Regions from separate parts of the Gossypium hirsutum genome. Here region 2 is linked to region 1. The links are chromatin contacts, called in public Hi-C maps. All regions are on one chromosome and are shown on one strand. The core of a region is the stretch at or near the end of the contact, and the rest is flanking DNA. Distances in the headings are between cores, read along the strand shown. Region 1 holds the start of LOC107886526 (alpha-L-fucosidase 3). Region 2 holds the start of LOC107886476.

Region 1 (7,332 bases), core at 2,103-4,602:
TTTTCCCAACCACAAAAATCAGAAAAAATTTGTTTTTGCATTTGGGTTCAAAAATATTTTTAACTTCAAAATTTGTATATTTAGCATCACTTATAGCTCTAAATGTGCTTTTGAGGTTAAAAGTACTTTTCAAAAGTAATACTACCGAATTGAAATTTGATTATAAACCTTTGCTTGTTGTGTTGGTAACATAATCAAACCTTGAACGGACAAACAATTCCATCCTTTTGTAGTTAGGGCACTCAACTCTCTCTCTCTTTATATTATTGAAATTAGGCTATCCATCATTAATTATGGTGACTAATTCCTTAAGTAAAAATAAAAATAAAAATAGTACACTTTAATATGGGATTAGGTATTTATAATTTTAATAGAAAAATACATTTAAAAGAAGTGGAACATTATTTGGTAAAATATAAGCTTAATCTATAAAGTTTCATGCCATTAGGAAATGAATTTTAAAAGGTAGTCGATATTTAATTTAGTAAAAATAATTAAGGAAAAATTTACTTTAATAATTAAGTTAATCATTTAATGCCATAAAGAAATAAACAAAAAAAACTAATTAAATTTTAATTGAAAGATCAAATTATACCAAGCTTATCATTTTATAATCCATAATCAAACTAAAGAGATCCCAACTTAAGAATGACATAGAACTTGCTTAATCCATAAAAAAAGGAACAAAAATAGACAACTAAAAATCTAAAAAGACTTGCGTTCCCCTTCCTAGCTTAATTCCTATAGCAAGCCATGTTTAATGCCGTTGGAGGGTCTGAAAGTGAACCATTAACAATACGTTCAAATATGTACTTATTAGCAGCTTCAGTGAAATGAACCCCGTCCCAGTTTACGTAAGTCCAAGGATCTTTGCAAGGAGCTCCCACCAACACTTCTTTCCCATGTTTGTTAACCTTTGCTCCACACCCCAAGTTCTTGTTATAATTGTACTTCCCACCATGGCCACAGCATGTTCTAAGAGGGTGCTTGAACCCTGAAATTTTTTCATATCAATCCAATCCAATTGTCAAATCCAGAACCTTCTATGAATACTTCAACCCTGTATTTGTTATGAAGTTTTTAGTTGTTTCATAAAGGGACTCACTCACCATGCTTGCTACCTTGGCTAATTAGGGAGTATTTCACTGAGTAGACATCAACGTAAGTGATTGCAGCATGGGGCAAATTTTTGCGTAACTGTTCCACAATCTTTTTCAATCCACGGTTGAAAAACTGAGCAACTTCATTGAATGGAGAGGCGCATCCATAGTCATCAATTTGACCTGCTAAGACCGGGATACGCTCCATTACATATGGTAAACACCCAACAGGACCTGTATTGTGTATCCAAAAGTATCTCCCTCCTTGGTTATATATATACTGCACAATTTCAGGTTTCAAAGTAATAATCAATGCTAAGTTATATTCAAACATTTGATTCAACGATTAGTGATTAATCGAATATTAGGTTAGCTTTACTGGCCTGAATTATTGTCTGGAACTGATTAAGCACATCGGGAACATAGGCTTTAACTTCATCAGTAGACATGTTTGAGAAGTAACCAGCAGTGAGATCATTTTGGCCGATGTCAAAGGTGTATAAGGCATTTGAGAAGTGTTCTTTCTTTGGCATTAAGATTTCAAAAACCCCACCTGCACAACAGGAGAAATTGGGTGTGTGTTTTCTTGCAGAAATTGAGAAATAAGTTAAATGAAATGTAGTACTTAAAAGATGACCTCTTTTACGTACAACTTGTGTCCTTGCATGGAAATCATTGAACTCGTAAAATTGAACGTTCAAGGAGATAGGGCTGAAACCGCTTTGTTGCAGAGTTGTGTTTTGAGGTCTAATGGTGGATCCAGCAGTGGCAAAGTTAGCTCCATGGCTAAAGTTAGTCCCCACAGAGTCAAGAAATGCACTTAGGTATGGCAACCCAAGGCTCTCGGCTGAAAAAGGAATTAAGATCAAAACCCCTTAGGTGTTTTCTTGGTTTGATATTTTCAAGTTTTATCTGTTATCAATCATAATCAAAGAGAAAAAGGCAATATTCTTCACGGATTACAATAATTGAAATCGAAACAGGACAACAAAGACCCATGCTCCCAAACCCACTTCTTTTTATCTGCTTGTATTTGATAAGATCCAATTTGCGCGTGCTACACCTTTTTATGGAGATAGGAGTCTGAGAAATGGGACCAGGGAGGGACATCTCAGACAGGGACATTAATGGTTGTTTTAGACGGTAAAACTAGTTTACTTTCGCTAAGCATCGGTGGATGCCAATAATTTTATGATGAACTATATACTAATAGAATCATTCTCTCACTCAATTGGATCATTAATATTCCCGGATTAGATCTGTGGGTATCAATTTCTTTTTAGTAAAAAAAGAAGCTAATTATAACTGGTCATGACTAAATTAGTAATAGTCACCGATGTTTTTTTTAAGAGACCCTGAACAATTTGATTAGGAGAATACTCATAAATTTTCAGACTAATAGGATTATTCTTGTTTAACTTTATCAAAAAATTTGTAATCGCTTATCGTGAGTATCAATTTAAAAATCATTAGATAAAGATTTTTGGTAACAAACATCAGTAATTAATTCCTCTGAAGAAAGGACAATTATGAGGAATAATCACAGATAATGCTGACTAATATGATCGATGAATGATAAAGTAAAATATATGCAGCTAAAACAATCTTTGATATCGTGGTTTCATGATTTAACCCAAATATATTGAAAAATGACCCCAGAAAACTTAAAACAAGTTCAGGGTAATATCAAACAATCTTCAACGTTTAGACTGCAGTCATGCAATTTCTGATAGATTTTGACATTTTTGTGTTATGGGGAAAGTATCAGAATTTAGTAAGGTGGGGGTGTAAAAAGAGTACCTATGAAGTCGATCAAAAGGCGACCATCGGTGTAGCGGCCAGCGGGGCCGCCAAAATAAGAGAACCCATTGGGAGGAGGAGCTTGGCCAAATGCTGCTGACAAGCCTCCAGTGTCGGAGTTTGAGTCACCAAAGTTGAATATTGCATGGAATCGACATGGCTTTCTGGCGAGCACCAACGACACTGGTGCAAGGTTAGTTAAGGAGATAGCAAAGATCGTGATAACAAAAATGGAAGATAGACCAAAGGCCATGGAGGAGGGAGAAAGTAAGAGTTATCCAAAACTGCTGTAAGGGAGAGTTTAAGAATGCAAGTCAGGAGAAACTCAGTGAAGAGTTGATGTCTACTTATAAAAGTTTAACAGCTTGGGATCAACTATGATTTTGTTACATTTGTTACGATTTTCCTTTCTTCACCAAATATTTTACTGATTTCATAATCTCTTAAAATTTGACTTACATGTATAATTTTTTTATACAGACTTATATGGATAACTAATCTTTAAATTATATAACCTTTTCCAATTTTTCACTTACACTAGTAACTTTTTTTTTTATCAACATAGTACGAATTAATAAGAACATCACAGGTGTTGCATTCGTATTTGTTAAGAAATGGCTTAAAATTGGTAGTGGATTGTTGTTGTTGGTAGTGGGTTGTTGGTGGTAGTGGATTAGTGGATGGTTGTTGGTGTCCATTTTCAACCACAAATCTTTGCCAAAGTTTTGGACAATTATGTCCTTGAACTCTCTTATAAATAGAGAGGTTCATTAGCCATATTGATCATCCCAAACCAAGAGAGAGCAAAGCTTGTTCTTTGAAAGCTAGGATTTTAGCTTTCGGGTTTTCTATAGGGGTTGAGAGTTGTGAGGTTCTCGGGTTGTGTCTTGAGTGTAAAACACTTGTAATCTTCATCTTGTTATAATGAAATTTCTTTTCGCCTCTGCCCGTGGACGTAGGCATTAAAGCCGAACCACGTAAATCCTTGTGTTCACTTTATTTTTCGTTCCGGTCAATTTACTTGTAGTCATATCGGAGTTCTCGAATCGATCCTTTACGCAACAAATTGGTACCAGAGCGTAGTTGAAGGAGTGATAATATTTTCTGAATTGCCCTGTGACTGCAGCTTTGTCTGATCTTTCACATCAGGAAGAAAATATTATCATTCATTCAAAGGTTCCAAATTATGGCTACAAGTGTTTCATCGACTAAGTATGATGTCGAGAAATTTACCGGGAAAAATAGTTTCAGTTTATGGCGCATCAAGATGCGGGCAGTGCTGGTTCAACAAGGATTGCTAAAAGCATTGTCTGGTAAAGATAAATTACCAAGCACGCTTTCGGAAGAGCAAAAGGATGACATGCTAGAAAGAGCACATAGTGCTATTCTGCTATGTCTAGGAGATGAAGTGCTACGAGAAGTAGCGGATGAGAAAACCGCGTCCGGTTTGTGGCTCCGGTTAGAGAGCAAGTACATGACGAAGTCATTGACGAACCGGCTCTACCTCAAGCAAAGACTCTATGCCCTGAAGATGGAGGAAGGTACACCTGTTTCCCAGCACCTGGATAAATTCAATTCCATTATCATGGATTTGAATAATATCGATAACAAAATCGATGATGAGGACCAAGCAATAATTGTTTTGTGTTCTTTGCCTCCCTCGTATGAGAATTTTGTTGATACAATGATGTACGGTCGTGATGACCTGACTCTAGAGGAGGTGAAAAATGCCTTAAGTTCCAGTGAGTTGAGGAAGAAAATCACTGGTAAGGTGGTCGAAAACAATGAAGGCGAAGGCTTGGTTGCTCGAGGAAGATCCAAGGCAAAGGGTGGAAGTTCAAGTAAAAGCCATCCTAGATCGCAGTCCAAGAAGAGAATACAGTGCTACTACTGTAAGAAGTACGGGCACATGAAGGTAGATTGTCCGAAAAGGAAGGAGAAATCAGAATCACAGGAGCAACAAAATGATCGTGCGAATGTAGCTGATGCAGATTCTTCAAGTGATGCCGAGATCGTTCTTGCAGTATCCGACTCTTACGCTGGTGGGAGATGGATTCTTGATACGGGAGCTACATTTCATATAAGTACTTCGAAAGATGCATTCTCAACATACGAGAAGCATTCTGGTTCAGTACTAATGGGAAATGACCATGCATGTCAAGTCATGGGGATTGGCACAGTTCGTATAAAGATGTTTGACGGTATTGTTAGAACTCTAACTGATGTTCGGCACATTCCAGAAATGAAGAAAAATTTGATCTCTTTGAGTACGTTGGACAAGAAAGGCTTTCGGTACTCTGCTGAAGGTGGAGTTCTCAAGGTATTCTCGGGTGCTTTGACTGTGATACGTGGTAATTTGGAGCGGGGCCTTTACTTCCTCGATGGTTCCTCGGTTACAGGTGTTGCGGGAGTGTCATCATCAGATGATCTAGATTCTGACACCACGAAGTTATGGCATATGCGGCTCGGGCATATGAGCGAGAGAGGCTTATCGGTGCTAAGCAAACGAGGATTATTGTCTGGGCAGTGTACAGGAAAGTTGAATTTCTGTGAGCACTGCGTCTTCGGTAAGCAGACTCGGGTAAAGTTCAGCACTGGGATTCACAAGACAAAAGGCACAGTGGATTACTTCCATTCTGACCTTTGGGGGCCTTCTCCGACAATTTCTAAAGGTGGTTACAGATATCTGCTTACCTTTATCGATGATTACTCGAGAAAGGTTTGGGTGTATTTTCTGAAGAGCAAGTATGAGGTTCTCATCAACTTCAAGCAATTTAAAGCTTTGATCGAAAATCAAACAGGAAAGAAGATCAAGCGATTCCGGACGGATAATGGCTTGGAGTTTTGCTCAGGTGAATTCAATGAGTTCTGCAAAAATGAAGGAATAGTGAGACACCGCACTGTTCGTCGAACACCACAACAAAATGGAGTTGCAGAACGCATGAATAGAACTCTCTTGGAGCGAGCTCGTTGCATGCGATCAAATGCTGGGCTCGGTGAAGAATTTTGGGCTGAAGCTGTTAATACTGCTTGTTATTTGGTTAACAGATCTCCGTCAACAGCTATTGAGCTGAAGACTCCTGAGGAAGTATGGTCTGGTTCTCCTGCTGATTACTCTGGTTTAAGAGTGTTTGGCTGCCCTGCGTATGCTCATGTAAATGAGGGAAAACTCAAACCGAGGGCGAAGAAATGCATATTTCTTGGATACGGCCAAGGGGTGAAAGGATACAGGTTGTGGTGTCCTGATCCGGTTTCGTCCAAGTTCATCATCAGCAGAGATGTGACTTTTGATGAGTCATCCATGCTTCGATCCACCACAAATTCCCGGGAAAAGGAGGAGTCAGATAGAATGGGAGATCACGGTGTTGAGAAGCAGGTGGAGTGTCAGGTGGACGCTCCAATTCCTACGGAAGGTACTTCAGTCCAGGATGATCAAGTTGAGGTGCAAGATTCCGATGAAGATGAGTCACCTCAAGAAAAACCATATAGCATTGCCACTGGAAGAACGAAGAGACAAATCAAACCAAATCCGCGTTACGCTAATCTGGTGTCTTTCGCGCTCAGTGTGGCGGAGTCCATTGGTATAGAACCTTCCAGTTATAATGAGGCTGTCACGTGTGATGAGTCGGCACAGTGGGCAATTGCTATGAGTGAGGAGATAGAATCTCTTCACAAGAACCATACTTGGGAGTTGGTTAAGCCGCCAAGTAACCAGAAGATAGTTGGTTGCAAATGGGTCTTCAAGAAAAAGGAAGGCATCCTAGGGGTTGAAGCAACTAGATTCAAGGCACGATTGGTTGCTAAACGCTTCACTCAGAAAGAGGGGATTGACTACAATGAAGTTTTCTCCCCAGTCGTAAAGCATTCTTCCATTCGTGTATTACTTGCCATGGTGGCCAAGTCTGATCTAGAACTTGAGCAGCTTGACGTAAAAACGGCGTTCTTGCATGGTGAGCTCGAGGAAACAATCTACATGCGTCAACCAGAGGGTTTTACAGTTCCTGGTAAAGAAGACCATGTCTGTCTATTTAAGAAGTCTTTATATGGATTGAAACAATCCCCAAGGCAGTGGTACAAGCGGTTTGATAGCTTCATGATTCAGCATGGTTACACAAGATGTGACTATGATGCTTGTGTCTATCATCGGAAGCTCTCAGATGGTTCGCACATTTATTTGTTGCTGTATGTTGATGACATGTTAATTGCTTCCAAAAACATGTCGGAAATCAACAAGTTAAAGTCGCAGTTGAGTGGTGAGTTCGAGATGAAGGATCTGGGTGCTGCCAAGAAAATTTTGGGCATGGATATTCACAGAGATCGCAAGGCGGGCAAGCTTCGTGTGTCGCAGAAGAACTACATTGAAAAGGTTCTTCAACGCTTCGGCATGGATAAAGCGAAAACTGTGAGTACTCCGTTGGCACCACATTTCAAA
Region 2 (7,332 bases), core at 1,752-4,251, 310 kb before region 1:
TCTGCACCTCGAGGATTTGATGGGACCCAAATCTGCATCAGTCATAAAGGAAGCATAAGAACTTGGCATATTAGAGTAGCACTATATAATTCGGGTCCTACAAAATCATCAAACATAAAAATCACATCATTTAGGAACATGGTGATAGTAAGAGATGAATCCAATGATGCATCTGGTTATGCGAGAAATTGCATATAAATATAGATGAAAAATGCAAATGTTCATTCAAGTATTGAAACATGCTGGGCTAAGAACAAGCAATAGGTGCCAATTTTTTTTTCAAAATAGTGTTCATTCAGTTTTCGAATGGATGTATTCTAGAGGTAAACCAAGGCATATATGTATTACCATGAGAACTATCAGGTTTATTTTTGCATGAAATGGAACAGAAAATGCTCCTACATTCAGGAGCTTGAATGGCATGTGAACCACACTATCCTTGTTTCCCCGAGGAAAAACTCCCACTCCCTCTTTAAAACTTCAAAGAATACAAAATGTCATGAAAAAAACTATCCAATGAATTCTACTGTCCCCTCAAATACCAAAACTTTGGTAAACAGGTAATACCAGAAAAGACCAGTCAGGTATTGAAACTTTACAGGACGATAATCTCCCGAAGATACCTGAAAACTGCTGTGAAAAACTATCCAGAACCTTATTCCACAAATTTTATTTACTAACGTTAAACATTAAGAGATTTGGTTCAATGAACCTGTATCTCCAGATCCAGTAAAAATACCTTCTTTGATGTGGCATTAGCAGAGCTTCTATTATTATCAATCGGATGCTGCAAAGGAGTTGAGCCTGAGGGGACTGAGTTGGTATATTCAGTGTATTTGATATCAATGGTCGTAAGAATGCCAGATGATATATTGAACTGCCAAATTCAGACAGCACAAAAGTTCCATTACGCAGATGAGAAAGATCATTATTGCTAGATGCATAATAATGAAAATAAAATTAAAAGGGGGAAATGGTTTGCCTACCTTTGTTAATGACAATTTTGGGAAAGATAATCCAATTAAGAAGCCAAAAACTACTCCAACAAATGTTGTCACAATAAGCCTCATGCTCTCATTTGGCTTTCTACTAACCGTACTGCAGTCACCAAGATGGAATAAAAGTTAAATAACTTCCACATCTAAGTAACCTTTTCTATAGATATACACAATAAGACACAATATAAACTTTATTCTTTTTAATTAAAAGGGCGCCATAAGTCATGCACCTGCGTGTAAAGATCCCCATTCTATTTAAAAATTCGTCTGAATTGTATATTCACAACAAACTATGGGCAATTCAGATTGCAAGAGGCTTTGAGCATTAATTAGCAGGCATTCAGTTGCCCATTCTCCATGAAACAAAGAGAGACCCTCAGCAAAAGGACCTGAATAACAAATTTTATTATTAAAACTAAAATGATGAAGCAAAACAATAGTTACAGTTAAAAGAAACCAAGATGCACACCAACAAGAACTGAGATTCAAACAGCAACTTCATGGGAATGGCACCTAATTCCAAGCTGATATCCTAGTTGAATCAATTTTACCAGTTTATGCAGACAGGAAAAGACAAGCTAATTACTCCGGCCTTTAACACTTAACCCAAGGATCTTATTATATTGTAAAAAGATGTAAGAATCCCCATAAGAAGCGTCTAAGAACCTCTTCCACATAACGCAACAAAGTAAGCAACCATGTGCTATCCCCTGGACAAAAGATCACGGTCGCCGGACAATCACAAAACCAGAGAAATTCCTATCATAAATTCTATTAACTCCATAATCAAGTAGACATGTGTCTTTCCCTTCTTTTCTTTTTTAACTAATATCCGACAATTGTAGAATTAAAAAACTGCAATACCGAGATTTTATTTTATTTTAGTTAATAGCATAACCTTGCGTTGCTTAGGTTGAAATATAATACTGAACAAAATGACCAAAAACATAAACCTGACCTCAAAGTTTGCTTAAAATCAGGTTTTATTCCTTTAAAAATCTCAGATTCAACTCCTTTCCTATTACTTTTTTTTGGTCCAATAAATTTCAAACAATAAATAAAATTTATTAACCAGATAAAAAAGAAAAGAAAGTAAGTAAGTACGAGCAAAAAATGGATACACTAAAATAACGAATCAAAGATTCAAAATCTAATTAGAAAGGTTTAAAATAATTGAATGATTATATAGGCTGCAGGTGAGACGATGAATTTCCTCGAGAAACAAACGGAAAACTAAGCTAAATGAAAGAAAAGAAACTACAAATATTTACTTACCTGAATGGAAAGATAATTGAGAACAACTGAAAAGGATCTGATGGAAACTGAAACTGTATTTAAAATGGCTCTAAATCACGAGAAAAATCACCTTCTCCTCTTTAACTGAAAATATGCAAGAAATAAGTTTATGCTTCTCTCTCGAGAATTGAGAGAACGAACTTCTTGATTGCCTTACTAACAGAAAAAAAAATATAGAAAACTTGAAGGAAAAAAGACCTGAAACTGAACGATGAATTTCAGTTTCCCCAAAAAAAAAAAGAAAAGAATTCTATCCTTTTTTTCTGTACTACTTTTTGGTAGAAGAAAAGAAATCGTAAAATTTTAAAAAATCTGGGGAAAGAAACAGAGAAAATGAAGGAAAAAGAGAGAAGATATTAGAAAAATGTTTCTACTGTTTCTAAGTTTTGATGAGCAGAGATTGAAATTAGAATTTGGGTTCTTATTTTTTTCGCTATATAAATATTTAAAAGAAAAATGTAGTTAATATGCAAATAGTACCCTGGAACAAAGTTAAACATATATATTAGATGAATGGATGAATGGGTGAATGGACAGGTGCAATGGGGGAGGTTTTGACATTCAAATTGCCAGCCCCCAACTGAAACTTCCTAGATTTCCTGCCAACTAATTTTCTTAACCGTCTTAAATTTACTCTTCTCATTTTTGTTTTGGGTGTAGGTGTAATCGGATAAAAGCGTGTGAAGGAACAAATGAAAAAAAGTTACGCATGTGCCTTTCCTTTGCCTTTATATAAAATAAATAAATCAAAAAATATAATTCATGTTCAATTTTTTAATCAATAAAAGCACTTTATTAAAGTTTTTTAAATGGTAAATATTACTTTAAGTATTGCCTTTACGCACCCATCAACCGGACTCTTAAATCAAATTTGAAATTTCATTCCGTTTTTTATTAGACTTAAATCTAGAGCTATAAATGAATAGCGCCTTTTTTTTTTTAATTTTCATAGGTCTCGATTATGAAAATAGTAAATAATAAATAAATTCCAAAGAAAAACAAAATAAAAGCAATTTATTGAAGTTTTTAAATGGTAAATAATAAATAACAAATAAATTCTAAAAATATATATGCGTATAATAAAATTTAAACTCAAAACACCAAATAAACACTCTCTTTTACTACTGATTGAATCACTGATGTCATAGAAAATAATTTATTTTTGTTGAGTAACTTTCCATTGTGTCTCATTAAAAGGGATAATCGAATATTTATATACATGATTATTGTTTGTGGAATTGATGTTCTTAGTAGACTTTATGCATGTACAACACATGTACTATTTTAGGCTACTTGCTAGACTTCGTGTCCCCCATATACGAACTCGGATATATGCGATTTGAGACAGCGAGTTCCCTTGTGAGCTCCCCCTGTGAACTTTCAGGTCGCGGGTTGGCGACCTAGACCTTATCTAATTCTTAGGTTGGTGATTATAAGTACATAACAATCTAATCATCCCTATTGGGTTTAAAGAAGGCTATAAAGTGGCACTCCTTAGAGCCATCACTTCCCATTTATATAGCCTTGCTGAGTACGCAGCAACTACTGGGACATGACGTTAACTTTTCCACGTGTACGAATAGATCGCGTCTGTTTGTATCTGACCATTGGTGTTTCTCGGTCATTTGAACTGTCAAAACACAGGGAAGAGAAACTTATTTAAAAGAGGTTTTTGGAAACCCTAAACTCACAATCTTAACATTTCCTACAAATAGGCTTGATTGAGATTTTCTTCAAGGTAACATCTTCTTTCCTTTTCTTTTCTTTCTACATAAAAAAAACATGTCGAAAATGAGGAGTGCTGATGGTCGAATAATTCTCTGTTGTCCACCGCGAGAGTGTGCTTCAAAGGTCATTATAGAAGCCAATTTCTTCATCTGTGCTACAAAAATATGAAGAAATAGGTCGAGTTTTGAGTGCACGGGAGATTCAAATCCCCAATTTTACTTGCAAATTTTCCATCCCTAAGAGGCTTCACAGGCTCAGTGATACTAGTGATGATAGCTTTCTGCTCCTCCTCCATGCTCTAGAAGTAAAGTTCCACTTGCCCTTGTATCCGTTCTTCTGTCATCTTCTTCAAGATTACCAGATTGCTCTTCGTTAACTCTGTGGGTTCTCTTGGTGGACCACAATGGCTTATTTTATTGATTACTGCCAACATAACAAAGCACCATGGCTCGTGGTGTTCCGAAGCTTATATCTATTAAAGGCCCAAAACCGAGGGAACTCATTGGGCTTTTACAATTTTTCCCCTTATGATAAAGGTGAGACCATAATTACGAACAAATGTGCTAATCTTTAGCTGAACTGGAGAAAATATATTAGGGTGAGATGTAGGCTCACAGACGGGTTTAGTTTTCCTACAGAGTGGTTCGCATCTAATAAGGACACGTGTTCATTCAGGCGAACTGTAAAGACAAATGGTAGTTCAGCCCAGTTGTAAAGGCTTCGTGCTAGCAATTTCCTATTATTGAAGATCTTATAACCGTGAGAAACGTATTTCAATTCTGTTTAGAGGACTTTAGCCTCGATAGATATAGGCGAGGTGACAACAGAGAAGTTTCTGAAGCTTTAGGTGCAGACCTTGAAAGACAGACATGGCCCTATGTAGCAAATGACACCAATGATGACTTGGGTCTAATTCTAACAAGATTTAAAAAGGAAACCAAGAACTTCTTTTACAGTTACTATAGGATAAGGCCTCGCCCCTAGATTCTGGTGATCTCCTCGCAAGTAGAAAGCGATACTAATATTAATTTGATAATTGATCCTTTTGATACTGGGATTGTTGGTGGTATAGGTACAACTCGTAGTTCAGAAGACGCCTCTGAGGAAACTACCAATATATCATGAGAAATTAACAAAGTTATGGACCTATGAGCTGTTCTAAGGGACATGCGCAAGAAGCACAGGATCTTCTTTAGGTTCACCTCTATTTTCTTTTCTGAAATCATGAAACCTAAGAATCTGTCAGCTCACATGTCGAACGCACACTTTTTAGGATTTAATTTCATCTTATGGGCCCTCAAAACTACGAACGCTTTTGACAAGCTCCACACATGCTCCTTCATAAATCCACTTTTCACCAACATGTCATCTATACATACCTTAAGTTTGTGCCTTATTTGGTTTCTAAAAATCCTGTACACTAATCTTTGATAAGTTGCTCCCATGTTCTTGAGACTAAAAGGTACAACTCGATAGTAGAAAAACTCTTCTTTAGTGATGAAATTTGCTTTTCTTGGTCACCCTGATCCAACAAAATCTAGTTATAACCTAAGAAAGTGTCCAAGAAGTTCATGAACCTATGACCTACAAAGGCATCAACCAAATGGCCAATCGAAGGTAAAGGGAAATTTTCCTTAAGGTACGCATTTTTCATTTGCCATTTGCTTTTTTCACCATAACCACATTCGAGACCCAATTTGGATACTTAACTTCCTTAATAAAAACTACTGATAACAGTTTAGCTACCTCTTGTCTTATTGTTTCCACCACCTACGGAGTGAACTTCCTCTTCTTTTGCTTAATTGGCTTTGTCTCTAGGAGTACATTCAACCTGTGGACGATTACCTGGGGGTTCACCCCTAGCATATCTGCTACTAACCAAGAAAAAATATCTGAATTCTTTCTCAGATAGTAAACCAATATGTTCTTTTCCTTAGTTACCAACACTGATGAAATCTTTATAGTTCTTTCTTTATTATCACTGAATAGCTGTAAAGTCTCAGTATGCTCTACTGTTTCGGGTTTCTTACTTCTCTCTTAATCGCTCATATCTAGGCTATCCAAGTTCAAAGTTTTTGTCCATTGTGAATTCTGTCCTCCAACTATGAGCTCACACGCTTGTTTGACAGACAACATAGGGCATTGCCTCGCAGTTCGCTAATCTAATTGTAAGAACCCAACCATTGTCCTTGTTAGGAATTTGATCTTCATGCAGAACGTTACAACCAAAATTTTTTTCATCTCATTATTGGATGCTCGAATATAGAATTGTACACCATGGGATGGTTTACAACAAAAACTGAACGTACTTCATAGTCGTGTGCTCGCCATCCTCTAAAGTGAACAGGTAAAGTGATTGAGCCCTTTATCTTGACTAGATGGTTCGCAAAACCATACAACGAGCTAGCTCTGGACAAAGTTTACTCTTTCAACTCCATTTTTTAATATGTTTCCCAATATATAACCTCCACTGCACTTCCACTATTTACAAGTATCCTTTTAATTTCAAAACCTACGATTTTCGCAGAAACAACCATCAGATCATTACCCTTTTAGTCGCATACCAACTCTTCATCATTATTACCAAATTCAACGCTCTATTTTCCCCACTGACATGATCTCTTAGGAGCGCTAACATACATCATGTTTCTCATATGTGCCTTCCTTTTTTCACTGAAACCTATATATTCTTTATTTGTACCTACAATTACATGGATTATACATTTAACCTTTTGTTTACCCTTAGGATCACCACACGAGCTCTGACCCTGCTAGGAAACACCCTGATCAACAAACTCGACTAGCTTGTCATTTTGTACTACTTCTTCGATAGCATCTTTTAAAGTGAAACAATCTTCAGTCTTGTACCCAACGTCATTGTGAAAGACACATCTATCTTTTCAGTTCGAACTTCTCGTGTTATGCCTCATTGAAGATGGTTTAAGCCTGATACCAAAACTCTTCACCTAGTTTAGAATGTAAGTATGTGTAGCATTCAAAGGAGTGTAAACTTCGAACCTACCCTAGGGAATGTATTTCTTAGTATGTTTTAATTGAGACCTTTGAAAAGCCCTAGGAGAATCACTCTGCGTCTTTTCTCCCTATCGCCTATCACCTCTTGTTTGCAATGACTAATTAGGAGGGTCATGCCTATTGCAAGCTTCCTCTCTGTTCTTAAACTGTCTGTTTTCCTTTTGAAAGGTGCCACATAATGCCTTTTTAATCTCCCCTACCTTTGCGAACTTGTGGGTTCGCTCGTATAGATTTGTCAAACTTTGTGGCCTATTATCAGTAAAGAAATACTGTACAT

Evidence for each region. A called contact is a pair of places that touch in the nucleus more often than the background predicts.
Region 2: a contact with region 1 is called in a Hi-C map of leaf, with 1.8 times the contacts expected there. The contact joins the promoter of LOC107886476 here to the promoter of LOC107886526 in region 1. A contact is called at or near these places in 2 of 34 Hi-C or Micro-C datasets (callus and leaf).

Annotation. Positions count from the first base shown.
Region 1 is chrA03:96,258,066-96,265,397 of Gossypium_hirsutum_v2.1, reverse strand. It overlaps LOC107886526 (alpha-L-fucosidase 3), which reads right to left and starts at 3,352. Exons shown (of 5, transcript XM_016810519.2): 1 at 2,901-3,352; 2 at 1,738-1,947; 3 at 1,484-1,653; 4 at 1,110-1,380; 5 at 590-994. The coding sequence starts at 3,153. The coding sequence ends at 735.
Region 2 is chrA03:96,567,135-96,574,466 of Gossypium_hirsutum_v2.1, reverse strand. It overlaps LOC107886476, which reads right to left and starts at 3,001. Exons shown (of 15, transcript XM_016810447.2): 1 at 2,274-3,001; 2 at 1,229-1,387; 3 at 987-1,098; 4 at 740-877; 5 at 1-32. The coding sequence starts at 1,248.